2 separate regions of the Anas platyrhynchos genome follow, and region 2 is linked to region 1. Evidence: chromatin contacts called from public Hi-C data. All regions are on one chromosome and are shown on one strand. The core of a region is the stretch at or near the end of the contact, and the rest is flanking DNA. Distances in the headings are between cores, read along the strand shown.

Region 1 (7,210 bases), core at 3,294-5,793:
GGGACAGGCTCGAGGACACAGCCCGTGGTCCTCACCATCCCAGGGGACACCAGCCCCGTAGCCTGGCCAGAAGCCCCCTTCCTTCGCCCTCCTGCCCTGTCCTTGTCCCCCTGCCTCCCCGGGGCCCAGCACCGCGTGGTCCTGCCTCGTCCCTCAGTGATGCCAACGTCTCCTTTTCCATTTCATCCCAAGGTTCCTCTCGGAGAGCATCGCCGCGGGCCTGGCTCCCAGGGTAACCTCCCCCCTTCCTCCTCCTCCTCCTCCTCCTCCTCCTCCTCTTCCTCCCGGACCTCTCCGTGTCTCCCCGGCTGTGTCTCTCTTCGGTCCCACTAACACCGCTCACCACAACGTGGGCTGCGAGAAGGGGACAAGGGGCTGCCTTGGCCCCCCTCCAGCCTCCTCAGGGACCCGCAGGGCTCCGGGCTCAGCGTCCTGCACCAGCTCCAGACGTCTCTGCCCCCGGTCCCCCCCTCCCCGCTGTCCCCCTGCTCCCCACGTCCCCGTAGGAGCCGGGGAGGGTCGGACCGCGGGCAGCCCGGCGCTCGTCTCCCGCTAATCCCTAACGTCTCTTTTTCAGCAGCTTTCAATCTTTGGTGGCTGGGGAAACACAAAAGCCACATTAACCTGCTCACTTTCTGTCCTCGCCGCTGCCTAATCCAGGACTAACAGCCTGGGGGGGGGACCCGGGGAGGAGGAAGGGGCCGAGGGGGGGCCGGATCCTGACATCCCCAAGCCTGGGGATGCGTGGGGCCGGTGCTTGGGCCCGTGCCCCCCTCCCTCCTCTTCCCCAACCTTCAGCAAGGCCCTGACTCGGTTTCCCTTTTCCCTCCGCAGCGCTCGCAAGCGTCCCATCCCCTACTACCGCCCCAGCCCCTCGTCCTCCAGCTCGCTGAGCACCTACTCGTACAGCCGCAGCCGGAGCCGCAGCTATGACAGCTACAGCACCAGCCGCAGCCGCAGCCGGACTCGCAGCCCCCCCAGCCGCTCGCGAAGCCCCAGCCGCAGCCCCAGCTACAACAGCCGCAGCAGCTCGGAGAGCGCCGGCTTCTGAGCCCCGCAGCCCCCCCACCCCAACCCCGGGAGAACCCCCCCAGGAGGTGGAAAACCCCCTGGGGGGGAGCTGCAAAGGATGGACCCGGTGGTGTGGGGGGAAAGTTGGGGGGCGGATGGAAACCTTGCGGGGCAGTGGGCGCCCCTCAGTCCCCCCGGGTATTTTGGGGGTCGGGAGAGGGGAGGGGGGGGGATGGCTTCTTATTTTTGCAAACGCCAGGGTGGGGTGGGACGGGGTGGGCAAGCACAGAGCGAGGGAACAAATTGCTTGGCAGAGACCTTGGACCGAGCCGGCGGGGCCCCCAGCGCGGTGCGCTCCCCCCGGCGGTGCTTCTTTTGGCTCGGTTGGACTTTTCTAGCACGCCCAAAATCAGCGTGTTTCTGCTGCCGACACCGGGGCGGGGAAGAGGACACCCCCGGGGACAGAGGTGACACCTCTCGGGGGGGGTCCTGGCAGCCCCGACACCCGCGGAGCCGCAGACGAACAAAGCGAGGAGCAGCCCGGTGTCACCCGTCTGGTCCCACGTGGGGCTGGGGTCCCCCTGCCTTGGTGCTGTGCGCCCCCTGCCCCTGCAGAACAAATGCTGCCAGGTCCCCTGGGTGTCCTCGTGAGGGGGAGCTGACAAATTTGGGGTGAGGTTGTGCTTTGGGATGCGCCCCACAGCGCTTGTGGGGTGCCCTTTGGGGTGCTCCCCGCCTTTCCCTTGCTTTGGACGCCTCTGGGCTCGTGCGCGGAGCCGCGTGGTGCATGGAGAGGCTCCTCCGAGCGCCGGAGCAGGGGGACCCCCGGCAGGGCACGAGGGGACAGGGCTGACCCCGAGACCCCCCCTGGCTACCTCCTCACCTCGGTTTGCCACCCACTTCCCGATCCTAATTGCTTCCCCGTGCCACTTCCCCGAAGAAACGCGGCCCCGAGTGAAGGCTTTGACTCCTCTTCTGGAAGATGCTGCCACTGGTGCCCTGGCTGTGGCAGCCGGGGTTTTGCTGTGCCTCGGGGCCCAGCGGGCAGGATCCGGCCCCCCCCCGCTCCCCTTCGGCCTCCCCCCGAGCATCCCTGCGCCCCTCCAGCAGCTTTTCTAAATTTCATTTTAAAAAGAGAGGCGGGGAGGGGGGGATGACAAGCACGGGCCGGCCGGGTGCTTTGCTGACAGCCCCGGTTCTGCACCATTTTGCTGATTTCCCAAAAAAAAGAAAAAGCCCTTCCTGGCTGCGGGGGCTGCTCCCCAAACCCCGCTGCGTGCTGGCCCCGGGGCGCTTTGCATTTAATCCTTGTTGGCCACGCGTTTTCCGCCTGGCTGGAGGAGGACGAAGCAGCTGAGCCTCCCGGGGTGGGGAGAGCAGCTGCCGGGATTAACGCGCGGCCCCGCGGGGAGAGCCGGGCTTTGTGCGGCCCTTGGACACCCGCCTGCAGCCAGCCCGGGGGCACTGGGGGCACTGGAGGGACTGGGATGCTGTTTGGACGCCAGCCCAGGTGGTGACGTGGTGGTAGAGCTGGTGAATGGGTCTCCGGAGGGCTGCGGGTGGGCACCTCGTGCTGGGTGCTGCTCCCACCTGCCAGCACCGGGGAGAAGAGCGGGGTGGGTGCTGTGTGCGTGACCCCCCCCGTGCTGCCACCAAGCCAGCAGGACCCCTTGGAGCAGCGTCCCCAGGAGCTGGCCGTGCCCCCACCCAAGCCCCTTGGTTCCCCAGCCCTCCCAGCAGAGCCTGAGCTGGGAAGGAGGCCGATTGCCCAGAAAAGGAAATCAGAAAGAAATCGGCTTTCCTGGGGATGGAGGAGAAACACCTGCAGCTCCCCACGGCTCGGGGCAGGCGGCGGGGTCTGGGTGTGCCCATGGTAGGAAAAAATGGAGATCCTGGACCCCGAGCTGGGACACGAAGGGCGTGAAGTCCCTGCAGCCCCCCTGCCACCCCCGCAACTGCGATCCCCCCCAAAACCATCCCTCTTTCCTCTGGCCACGGCACCCAGCCCTGCACCCCCGCATCCCCCCAGCATCGCCCCACTGCTGCACGGGGACGCTCGGAGGCATCCCCCAGCCCTGTCCCCGTCCCCACCCCAGCGGCCACGGCTCCCGAAAGCGACAGAGCCCCGACTGCAGCGACGGCGCGGACAAGACAGCACATCAGGGAAAATTTCCAGTCTTCCTCTTTTACAGTCTCTGTCTCCTGCCGTGGAGGGAGCTCACTGGAACAAATACTCTGTAGAAATACTTCAGTATTTTCCTCTCTCGCGCGCGCTCTCTCTCTTTTTTTTTTTTTTTTTTTTTTTTTTTTTTTTTTTTCCTGGGTTGTGAGTACAGCTGTAGATTCAGTGAGCTGGTTCAACTACAATAAATATACAGTATATATTGTAAATGGCGCTGCGGGGCACGGAGCGGTTTCTTTGCGGGGTTAATTCTGCTCCTTCCCTGCAGGCTCAGCCCCTTCTGTCCCCGGGACCCCCCCAGCTCTCCTCCCCTGCCCCCTGCCTCCTGTCCCATCGGTTTCTGGCTCCTGGTGAGGGTGGCACCGGCTGCACCCGATGTCCCAGAGCATCACGGCGGGGGAAACCTCTGGGGGGATCCCTGATGCTGGGGAAAATTCGCATTTCCTCGCAGCCTCCGTGCAGCTCGGGGGCTTGGGCTCACACCGTTCCCTGCGCCGAGTGCGTCAGGTCTCAGCTACAAACGTCTCCTGGCCACGCTGGGGTCTTAAAAACCCAGCCCCAGCACTGCCAGGGATGGGCAGAGCCTGAGCAAGGAGGGGCATCCCCCGGGGGGCTCAGTGCCCCCAGACTGTCTGACTTAGGTGCCGGGGCCCCAGTGGGGTTGAGGGGCTGGAAACTGGCCCCAAACGGGCACCAAGGGATCCCAGAGGGGTGTGTTTGGACATGAGGGCAAGGGACTAAGGGAAGGAGCCGTCCTTCCCCTGCCCCGAGAGGGTGCTGCCCCCACCAGCCCCTCTCCAACCCATCAGCCCCATCAAGCCCTACTGGCCCCACTGGGCCCCAGAAAGCCCAATCAACTCCATCAGTCTCTATTGGTGTTATTGGACCCTGCTGCCTCCATCAGTCCCCACTGCCCCCATTGGCCCCATCAGCCCCTATCAGCCCCATCAAGCCCTACTGGCCCCACTGGGCCCCAGTGAGCCCCATCAGCCCCTATGGCCCCATCAACCCCTACCAACCCCATGGCCCCCGTTGGCCTCGATCAGCCCCATGGGGCCCCACTGACCCCCACCAAGCCCTACACCCCCCCTTATATCCCCACTGACCCCCATGGCCCCCACTGCTCGGGGTTTGGACAACCTCACCCCAACCCGGCCAAGCCCCGGCGGCCACCTGGGGGTCACAGAGCTGGGGGGGGGGCTCCAGAAGCTTCTGGCATGGGCTGGGTGACGCAGTGGGCACAGGACCGAGCACGGGCTCCTCCACTGACTCATCCCCCCCGCTGTGCTGGCCCCCCCAGCACCCTCCCCACGCCGGCGCAGACGGCCCCGGAGCTGCGCAGGGCAGGGATTGTTTTACGGGAAAGGGCTGGGAGCGCTCCAGGGACCATCCATCACCCGCCAAGCAGCCGAGCCCCCGCCGCGGGGGTGTGCGGCCGGGGGGCTCCCAACACGGCTGCGCACGGCCTGGGAAAGCTTCTGGTCCCTTCCCGGGCCCTGCTGCGATTTCCATTAATAGCCAGCTGAGCCTCCCGGCTAAAAATAACCAGCGGGACGGCTTCATAAGGCCCCGCGCCGCCGGCCCCCTCCCAGCACCACGGCCCCCGCGCATCATGGCTGAGCGCCGCGTGCCCTTCACCTTCCTCAGCAGCCCCAGCTGGGAGCCCTTCCGCGACTGGTACCACGGCAGCCGCCTCTTCGACCAGTCCTTCGGGATGCCCCACATCCCCGAGGATTGGTACAAGTGGCCGAGCGGCAGCGCCTGGCCCGGGTATTTCCGTCTGCTGCCCGGGGAAAGCGCCTTGGTGCCGGCGCCGGGCTCGCCCTACGGCCGGGCGCTGAGCCGCCAGCTCAGCAGCGGCATCTCCGAAATCCGCCAAAGCGCCGACAGCTGGAAGGTCACCCTGGATGTCAACCACTTCGCCCCCGAGGAGCTGGTGGTCAAGACCAAGGACAACATCGTGGAGATCACCGGTGGGTCCGCGGGGTGGTGGGGTGCTGGGTGGTGGGGCCGCGGGTGGGGGATGAGGGGTGCACCGGGGCTCTCCCCGTTCACTGGGGGTGCTGGTGGTGGGTGTGCAGGTGTCTGGGTGCTTGCTGGGGAGGGAGGGCAAGGCAGAGTGAAAAAAAGGGGAAAAAAAGGAAGAAAAGGGGAAAGGGAAGAAGAAGGGGAGGATGAAATTAAAGGAAAAGGGAAAGGAAAAGAGAAAGGGAAATGGAGAGGGAAAGGGGAAGGGAGAAGAGAAGGGAGAGGGGAAGGGGAAGGGGAAGGGAAAGGGAGAGGAGAAAGGAGAGGGGAAGGGAAAGGGAGAGGGGAAGGGTAAAAAGAAAGGGAAAGGGAAAGGGAAAGGGAAAGGGAAAGGGAAAGGGAAAGGGAACATGGAAAGGGAAGATGGAAAGAGGGAAAGGAAAGAGGAGGAGAAAGGACAAGGCAAAGGGGAAATGAGAAAACAGCCGAGGAGAAGAAGGACTAGCACTACAAGAGCATTCTTGCAGGGTGCAGACCCCCCAGGGGGGCACAGGTGGCTGTGACGAGCCCCACGGCATCCCGAGCATCCCCGGAGCGCCGCGGGTGCCTGGGCGAGGGGCGTGGTGACAAAACGCAGGCCCCCGCGGCACGGAGCCAGCAGCGTGCGCAGAGTGCTGGGGAGCCAAAACAAAGGCGTTGGGCACGGGTCGGGGCCGTCACCGCAAGCAATTCGCTGCCCTGGGGGTTGGGGGATGCTCCTGGAGGGGCCCAAATCCCTCCTGTGGGTCAGCGCGGCTCCGGGGTGCTGGTAGGGCACAGGGATGTGGGATGGGCAGGATCGGGCTCTTCCCTGCTGGGCGCTGACCTCCGCTGGGTTTCTCTCTTCCAGGCAAGCACGAGGAGAAACAGGATGAGCACGGCTTCATCTCCCGGTGCTTCACCCGAAAATACACGTAAGTACCAGGGCGGGGAGGAGATGGAGGCCCAGGACCCCCCCGGCACCCTGGGGACCTCCTCCCACCGTCCACCCTGGCCCGCACACAGCGGGGTCGCCACCAGCCCATATGGGGAGGGCGATGTCCATGGCCTCAGGGCCGTTCCCAAGCTCTCCCCCTCTCCCCCGCAGCCTCCCCCCCGGCGTGGAGGCCACGGCCGTGCGCTCCTCGCTGTCACCCGACGGGATGCTGACGGTGGAGGCGCCCCTGCCCAAGCCGGCCATCCAGTCGGCCGAAATCACCATCCCCGTCACCGTGGAGAGCCAGGGCAAGAAAGACGAGCCGGCCAAGAAGTAGGAGGCACCGAGGAGGAGGAAGAAGAGGAAGAGGAGGAGGAGGAGGAGCCCCCGCCGCTGCCCCCGTGGAGTGCACCCTCATGCCTTGCCCCCCCCCCCCCCCCCCCCAGCCCCCTTTGTATTTTTTATTTTGTACTCGCCCGGTCACCCCAGTGCCTTGAGTAGATGGGAAGGAGCAGGTGGTGTCAGTGGGAATAAAAAGTGGTGAAAGAAACCTGCCCCGTGCCCGCTGTCTGCCGGCCAGAGCCCCCCAGCCCAGCCCTCCTCACCCCGGCCTCCAGCACCCGGGGTCTCCACCTCCTGGGTCTCCAAACCCCGGGTCTCCATGTCCTTGGTCCCACATCGCGGGTCCCCAGCAGCCCAGGCTCAGCACCACGGGGCTCTGTACCCCGGGCTCTGACATCTCAGGTCTCCAAAACCCTCAGCATCACACCTCCCACACCTCAGATCTCAATTTCCCGGACCTCCGATGTCCCTCGTGGCTCTGACATCCTGGGGCTCCAAAATTCGGGGTCCCCACAGCCCAGTCTCCTCCATCCCAGGTCACCACAACCCCACACCTGGCACCCCCGGGCTCCCAAATTCCAGGTCTCAGCACCCCACAGGTCACCCACACCCCACCTCATCCCTCCACGTGCCCAACCTGCTGGGTCCCCACACCCCTCAAAAACAAGCTGTCCCCCCCAGGTCACAGAGGAGACCCCCAGAAGATGGGAATGGGGTCCCCCCACCCCCAACCCCATGCCAGGGTGTTCCTG
Region 2 (7,210 bases), core at 3,299-5,798, 64 kb after region 1:
TGCTCAGCACCAGTGGTGGGGGGGGGCAGGCTCTGGTGACAGGCTCTGTGTGATGGGTGCCTGGGGGGTTGGGTGAGGAATTCATAACTCTGCAGCCCCACATCTTCAACAGCACAACTCCAGAGCCCAGAAATTGTGAAGCTTGTTTAAACTTTCACATAGAACTGGGTTTTGTCCTGGCTTTGTTACCTTTTTGTTTTGAGGTGCGTGTAGAAACTTGTCTCCCCCACCCCCCCAAATTGTGCTAATACACAATTTGCCAGAGGAAACCTGTGGCAGTGAGCTTTGTGTTAAATTAAGCTGAGTGTTCCTTACTAACATGGGTCCTAGAGGTGTTTGGGGATATACTCACCATGAAAACTTTGCTGGGTCTAACTGTGCAAACTCTCAGTGCTTCCCTCCCCGAGACGTCAGGCTATCTGAAGGCAAGCTCTGCCCTTCCTGCCACCTGCCTAAACCTCGAGCTGGAACAAAGCACACGTGAGTCTGAGGTCTGTAAGTCAGCAGCCAGAAGGGTGACCGGAGGGGCACGTGGGGCTGGGTGTGAGTAGGAGCCTGGTGGGGGCTCGCAGCATTAGGTCAGGGTGCTTTCCCCGTGCTTGGCTGCGGTACAGGATGTTACAGAAGTGCCTGACTTCACGGGAGGCTAAGAAAAGCCGGCGGATGTTGTCATAGCTGCAGCAGAAATAATTCTGCCCCAAGGAGCCCTGCTGACACTGCACTTGCAGCCAAATAAACGCTTTGAGGAAGAGAAGAGGCAGTGGTTGTATTTCCTGAGCTCCGGGGGTGGCCAGCGAGCAGCAGGAGCTCTTGCAGGAACACAAAGACTTGCTCTGGGCAGGCTTATTTTGCTGCAGCACAGCCCTTGTGCCTTCAGGTGGGCTTCATCCAGGGCCCAACTCGCTCCTGACACAGCTCCACTGATGTCTGTGACTGGATTAAAGCCGGCCCCAGGTGTCAGAGGTGGGGAACCAGCCCGCAGGGGTGGTGGCTGGCACTGCGTGGAGGTGCTGTCCCCTGGAGGGCTTGGATGCGGGGAGATCCCTGGCTGGTGACTCCTGTCAAGCCTGGTGGGAGGCTTGCTGCATGCTGAGGTTTCCCATCCTGTATTAGCACCGAAGGAATCGCTGCTGGGCTGTGAGATGAGCCAGGGGAGCGCTGTAGCACGGGAACAGCCCCGTGCTGAATGCTCTCTTGCTGTGGAGCTGCAGAAGGAGATGATTCATTGCGTGTCCCTGAAGGCAGCAGGAGGTAAAAGCAGAAAATAACCAGTTTTGTGCTGGTTTCAGAGGGATACTTGGCTGGGGGTAGTGCTCCTGGCCCCACACCTGACCTGCCTGTATGCGTGCGTGGCGTTGTGGATGTCCTCAACTCCTGGAGTGAGGGAGGGCTCCCGAAATAAACATTTATTTCCTTTGCAGTGACTCATGGTGCTGACAGGCAACTCGAGACAAGTCGCTCAGGGGATGGGCAGGGCTGTGCTGGCAGGTAGCTGGGCTCGGGGGCTCCGTGCCTCGTCTCCTTCACCCTTCCTTATGTTTGAAGGAGGCGTCTCATCCCCTGTGCAGTCTGAGGTCAGTCCTCCAGCCTCTCCTGTGTCTGTTTTTATGGACTCTGCGTGTTAGACCAGCAAGCTGGCATTGATCTCCTCAGCAGAGAGCTTCAGTTCTGTGTTCCCCTATCCAGCAGCTGTGTGGGGGTGGCCATAACCCCCCCGAGTCCCTGGGTTTGCCCTGCAGCCTCACCTCACCCCCTGCTCCTGCCCCAGGCTGGGCACGGTGCTTTATGGCCACACTGGGGTGAGGCTCCCACAGACCAAAGTCCCTGCCTGGCCTTCAGGTTTGGCTTGGTGCAGTCTCTGGGCTCAGCTTTGCTCCTATTTTTATGGGAACAGTGAGCCCCAGGCTTCCTGGAAGTGTTGAAGGACGGCTGGTTTAGTGGGGCTGAGAGCAGGCAGCAGCCTGGGCTGGGGTCTGAGACTTGCAAGAGGTGTTTTTGATTGTGAAACCTCAGGACCTGGTGTTCGTGCTGGTCCCCCAATGCTTGTGCTGTCTCGTACTGCCTTTTGGGGTTTTCCTCAGCTGGACCTGCTGAGAGCAGTGTGCTGCTGGGGTGCTGGCTACCTGCTCAGTTCCCTGCTTCCCTCGGGAAGCCCGTGGATGTGCTGTGAGCTTGTGCTCCTGATCTTCTGGTGCCAGCCTTGCCAGGAGCTCATGGAGGGAGGGGTTTTCTCCTTGGTGCTGAATCACAGACCCTATAACCGTCAGGTGGGGCTGGGATTGCTCAAAGAACTGCTTCCCCTGCTGCTTGTGCATCGTTAACTCTCCTGCTGGTTGTTTTCCTGCCCTGCTTTCCTTCCCCCATAATTTCTGGCACCACGACGTGTGCCTGGTGCCCATTGCTATGGTGTCAGTCGGACCAGGAGCTGTTGGTGCTGTGAAGGTTTGGCTTTTTGCTGTCTGCAGCTTCCCTCCGAGCAGGAGGCGCGTGCTTGGGCGATGTGTCACAGAGCAACACGATCTGCTGGCCAGACCAGCTCTGCCAACGGGCCTTGGGCAACCCTGGGCAAACTGCTTCATCTCTGCTCCTTACCCTGTCTTGCGAAATCCTTTCTGTCTCTCTGGAAGTCTTTGGGCCTTGTATGAGCTGTGCTAGAAGCACCCGACTCCCCTATCGAGAAGGGACTCGGGCAGTTTGTGGGGTTTGTGCTTGGGGCTCATGTGAAGCCGCTGCAGGGGGTGGCTCTGCTTGGGGCACTCGCACCAGGTCTGCATGGGGGGGTTTCTGGTTACAGGGGGTGGGCTCCTAACACCCTTTTCTGCCTGAAATACGCAACCAGTTAACGCTCCCACAGAGCTGGCTGCTTCCTCTCCTAACTCCGTTTTTAGCCATGTGTGGGCAAGGCTCCTCATTTTGTCCTGAATACATGCGTTTGCTTTTCTAGCTTCCTTTCTTTCCCAACCCAGTAGAACATGGGCTTGAAACGCCTTGGTAACTTGGTTTTGGCCACGAGCTACTGCGTGGGCATCTGGGGATGCTGGCAAGAACGTCCTTAGCGTTAGGAGGTGGTTTTGCACCGGCTGCTCTGAGGTAAGCTGGGCTTTCAGCTCCTGTCAGTCTGCATCTCTGGATTATTTTTTAGCTGGTGCAGGAGGAGGTCTCTTCCTAGAGGAGCCGAAGCGGGTGCTCCCTGGAATGTGTGTTTAGGAGCAGCATGCCACCGCACAAGCATTACAGGCCAGTTATAGGGTGTATTTCTCAGGCTAACATCATGCCAGATCAGCATCACCAGCCTGGTGGCTCTCTGCATGCTTGTTCTACCTGCGAGGAATGTCTGTCCTTCTTAATTATTCATTAGCTTTAACAAACCTCATCCAGTGAACGCAGTGCTGCTCGGTGCTGGCTGGGAGGGAGAGAAGCCTTGGGCTCAAACTGTGTGTGGGGTCCAGCAGAAAACGGAGCCCAGTTGCATGGGGCTCCTTCAGGGTTCAAGGTGGGCAGCTCCAGTCTGCCTGGCCCAGCTGCAGGCTTTGCAGGCCCTAAAGCTGCTGTCTGGGATGAGTTTGGGGGCGATGCCTTTGAAACACTGCTTTTTGGGGGAGCAGCTGAGCAGGAGCTGTAGGGATTACAGGTAACTGCAGATCCCTGGGGCAGCGCTGCCCGCGGGGCTTGGTGAGCTGGAGGACTCTGCACCATGACAGACATGAAACACCTGAGGATCTCTAAAGCCAAGGCAGAGAGGAATCCCAAACCCCAGCTTGGAGGGTGTCTGCGTTTCCCTGTTTCAATCTGCTGCCCGAGCTCCTTTTGCTGAACTCCTCTGGATCCTGTCCCTGCGGTGACTCCAACCCCCTCACCTCTCGGGTGTTTGATCATCTCTGAATCAAGGGCTTGGGTTTTGTTTTGTTTTTATCTTTTTTTTTTTTTAATTTGAAAGATTGAAGTTTTTTTTAATGTGTCTCCCCGTTGTTTCCTTCCTGCATGTTGATCTCGTACCCGCTGTAGGCATGACGGCTATTCTGATGTCAGCCGCTGGACTCCCCGTGCACCTCACCTGTGTGCCGCAAGCTGCCAGCTCCCATAAAGCCACTAAAAAACACAGCTCAGTTAAGGAGGGGAGGAAAGTGTCCAAGAAAGGTAGTTCCTGCTCAAAATCTGATATTTGCTTCCATCTCCTTCTCTTTATCTCTCTGCACTTGTTCTGCCTCCCTCCTTTCCTCTTGGCTCTCCCCCGTCCCTCTCGGCTCTTCCGACTGACTGGGGGTGTTCGTCCCACGGAGGGAAGAGGCAGGGCATTTCTCTGGCCTGCATGGTCTCTGCCAGGCTGTAAAATAAGATGACAAAGTAGACCCTGTCCTGTGGAAGCTCTGCTTGTTTCCAGCAGTCGCTGGAGCAGCCTGGCTGTTCCCTGTGCATGTCAGATCTCTCTGATCTCCCCGGGGTCCCTCTCAGCTCTCCACGTACCAGGACTTTCCCTGACTCACTGCTGGGATGAGCCTGGGAGCCGAGCAACCCTCAAGGGCAGCATTTATCCATGTGCTGTCTCCAGAAGGGCTGTTGTGAGGCAGAAGGTCTGGCTCGTCACCGCTGAGTCACGAGGTGAGCAGAGGAGGATCTCCCAGGCGAGCAGCCCCTGAGTCACACAGGGCACTCGGGGCCACCCTGGGGTGAGTTTGTCATCCCCACCTGCCTCGGGCAGGAGGGATCAGGCCACCCCAGCTCCCTGCCGGGCACAGCCACCTGCAGGGCAGGACCTTTGTCCCTGCTCCTGGGCAGGAGGAGCCTTGTGGAGGAGAGGAGGCACCTGGATGTCTCGGTTCCTTGGTCTTGCTCCTTGGAGTCAGTGCAGGGAGGAGGCTTTGCAAGGTGCAAAGTCCTCCAGAGGAGGTAGGAAGGGGGAGAGGAGAGCCAGGAATTAAAGAACCAGGAATTCGATGTGCAGGGAGGAGTCTTGTGGAAATGCATCAGGGACAGAGCTGGGGGGAGGAGATGGAAGCAGCAGGAAGGAGGGAGAGCAAGTGTGGAGTAGGATGTGTGAGGAGGGAGGAGAAAGGGTGGTGGGAGAAGCAGCAGCAGGAGGAGGAGCGAGGAGAAAGGAGGTGGAGGAGAAGAACTGAGTGGAGGTGGAGGAAGAGGGGCTGCACGGGGGCTGTACCTTGGGGGCTGGCTGCTGGGGTACCAAAAAAACCCTCTGGTGTCAGTGTGACAGGGTGAGGGCTGTGCAGGTGGACAGCCACATGGGAAGGGAGCTGCTGGAGGTCAGCGCCACAAAGCTGGCAGCATTTATGGCGAGGTGAGGCCACAAAACACGCGGTCCTGGTGTCCCAAAGCCCCCTGCCAGCAGAGGGGGTGTCACAGATGTGCCAGCCCAGCAGCACATCTTCCTGCATGAGATGCGGGCTCCTTGGTGCTTGGCACAGCACCGGGGGCTCTTGCACAGTGCCTGCAGCTTGGCCAGAGGTCAGGCTCGCTCAGAGGCTGCTGAGCTCTGTGTTTGTGCAGCCCAGCACCAGCCCTGGCTGTGGGGCTCACCAAGCAGGAGCCGTGCTGGGTGCCTGCGCCCTGCTGCGGCTCAGCAATGCCACCTGCTGGGGCCGGGAAACCTCAGGGACGGGGAGCAGAAACCCAGGGAGCAGAGAACATGGGCAGGAGGGGCGGTGTGGGTGCTGGGAGCACTGTGTGGCTCCTGCCAGCCAGCAGGATTTGGCCCCCATCCTGCTCAGGATGCCCTGCAGAGGAGGGGCATTGCCAGCTCTGCCACTTCCAGCACTGTGAGGAGAGGGAGCTTTCCTGGTTTAGTTCTTAAATTGTCTTTTAGGAAGCAGGGCTGCTCTTTGGGGCCGGGATGCTGCTCCTGCAGGGTGCTGAGTGCGAGATGCCTGCATGAGGAAGGTCTCGGTGCCATGTGGGATTAAGCTCCATCTGTGCCCTGGCTAAGGAGCTGCAGTGCTGGTGGTGAGCCCGACTTGTGGTCAGCCTGTTCTGACCTTTTTACGCACCCTGGAGCTGTAACAGGCAGAGATGGGGCCCATTGTGCAGCCTGAATTTCTGCATCACCTCTCTTCCAGACTCCCACATCTCTAGGAGCTCAGGCAAGAGCTGCACACCAGCTGCAGGCACGTTCACCCCAAACTTTCCAGCAGTGAGCCTGTGCCTGCGCACCGGTCTGCCCGCGTGTGGGCTGGGGTGGTGTTGATAGAATGGCAGCCAGCTTCCTGAACACATGGGTTATGCTCAACAAAGGCACTAATTAGGGCTCGTTAATGGTGTTGCTGCTCTGGCAGCGATGTCTGGTGTGGGTGAGTGCTGTGCTGTGGGTGTAGGATCCCCCCTGTCCCCACGCTGTCAGTGCTGGCACGTGGCTCCCTGCTCCCTGCGTGTCCTTGTCCTGCAGCCACCGATGGCACATCCAGTGCTGGGCCTCCTGGGGGAGGCAGGCTGCGATAACACAGCTGCTTGTTTGGCTCTCCTGAACTGCTGAAAGGGGAGAAATCTTCCTTTTTTAACACCAAATCTCCCCTTGCCTTTGAGGTTGAGGCCGGTAGGTGGAGCCCTTGCCGGTCCAGGGGACAGAGGGCAGATGTGGTCAGGGCTGGAGCCTGGACAGGCTTTGGTCCTGAGGGATGGTGAGAACAAAGGGCTGGAGGCAGGCGTTCCTGCAGCACACGGGGCCTGCTGGGGAAGTGATGCTGGCTCAGAAGCCTGCTGCTCGTGCCGTGGCTGCATCCCGGCTCCCTGTGCAGCTGGGGGGTGGCTGGCTGGGCATGCTGCTCCTCGGGGTGCAGCTGCATGGGCTGTAAAACTGCTGGAAACCTGGTATCAGCATCAAGCTGCTTCTGTAGGGCCAGCACTCGAGTGACTGCAGCTGGGGATGGGTTTTCCTGGAGCTCCTGGTGTCCCGAAGGTCTGCCTTGCTAATATTTCTGGATTGAGGTGCATCAGTGTTATCCCAACCAAGGGATGGGATCGGGGTGTTTTCTGCCCCCTCATCAGGGATGTGACACCACAAACCCATCAGGCACAGGCCTGATGGCTGAGGACTGTAGGGCTGCCCCAGTTCTGTGCCCATCCCTGTTGGTGAGGGGTTGATGCCGCGTGCTTTGGTTTGGATGAACGTGGCCTGTTTGTTTCTCTGAGCTGCTCTGGAGGAAGGGAATTCAACAGGGAGAGCAGGCGGGCTGGAGGAGGGTCTGGTGGGCAGCAGGAAATC

What was found. Hi-C and Micro-C count contacts between places; a contact is called where the count stands out from the background.
Region 2: a Hi-C map of liver shows a contact between it and region 1, with 2.6 times the contacts expected there. The contact joins the enhancer-like site here to the promoter of HSPB1 in region 1. A contact is called at or near these places in 3 of 8 Hi-C or Micro-C datasets (liver and skeletal muscle).

Annotation. Positions count from the first base shown.
Region 1 is chr20:6,798,144-6,805,353 of IASCAAS_PekinDuck_T2T, forward strand. HSPB1 (heat shock protein family B (small) member 1) reads left to right here and starts at 4,544. Exons shown (of 3, transcript XM_027471928.3): 1 at 4,544-5,166; 2 at 6,051-6,114; 3 at 6,288-6,666. The coding sequence starts at 4,806. The coding sequence ends at 6,453. SRRM3 (serine/arginine repetitive matrix 3) reads left to right here. Exons shown (of 15, transcript XM_072026101.1): 15 at 835-3,408. The coding sequence ends at 1,051.
Region 2 is chr20:6,861,848-6,869,057 of IASCAAS_PekinDuck_T2T, forward strand. The region is part of intron 4 of DTX2 (deltex E3 ubiquitin ligase 2); the gene reads left to right. Among named protein-coding and RNA genes, the nearest start is that of DTX2, 18 kb to the left of the region's middle. Within about 2 kb of position 4,549, at least 4 of the 8 cell types and tissues checked have an H3K27ac peak or open chromatin away from gene starts, as enhancers often do.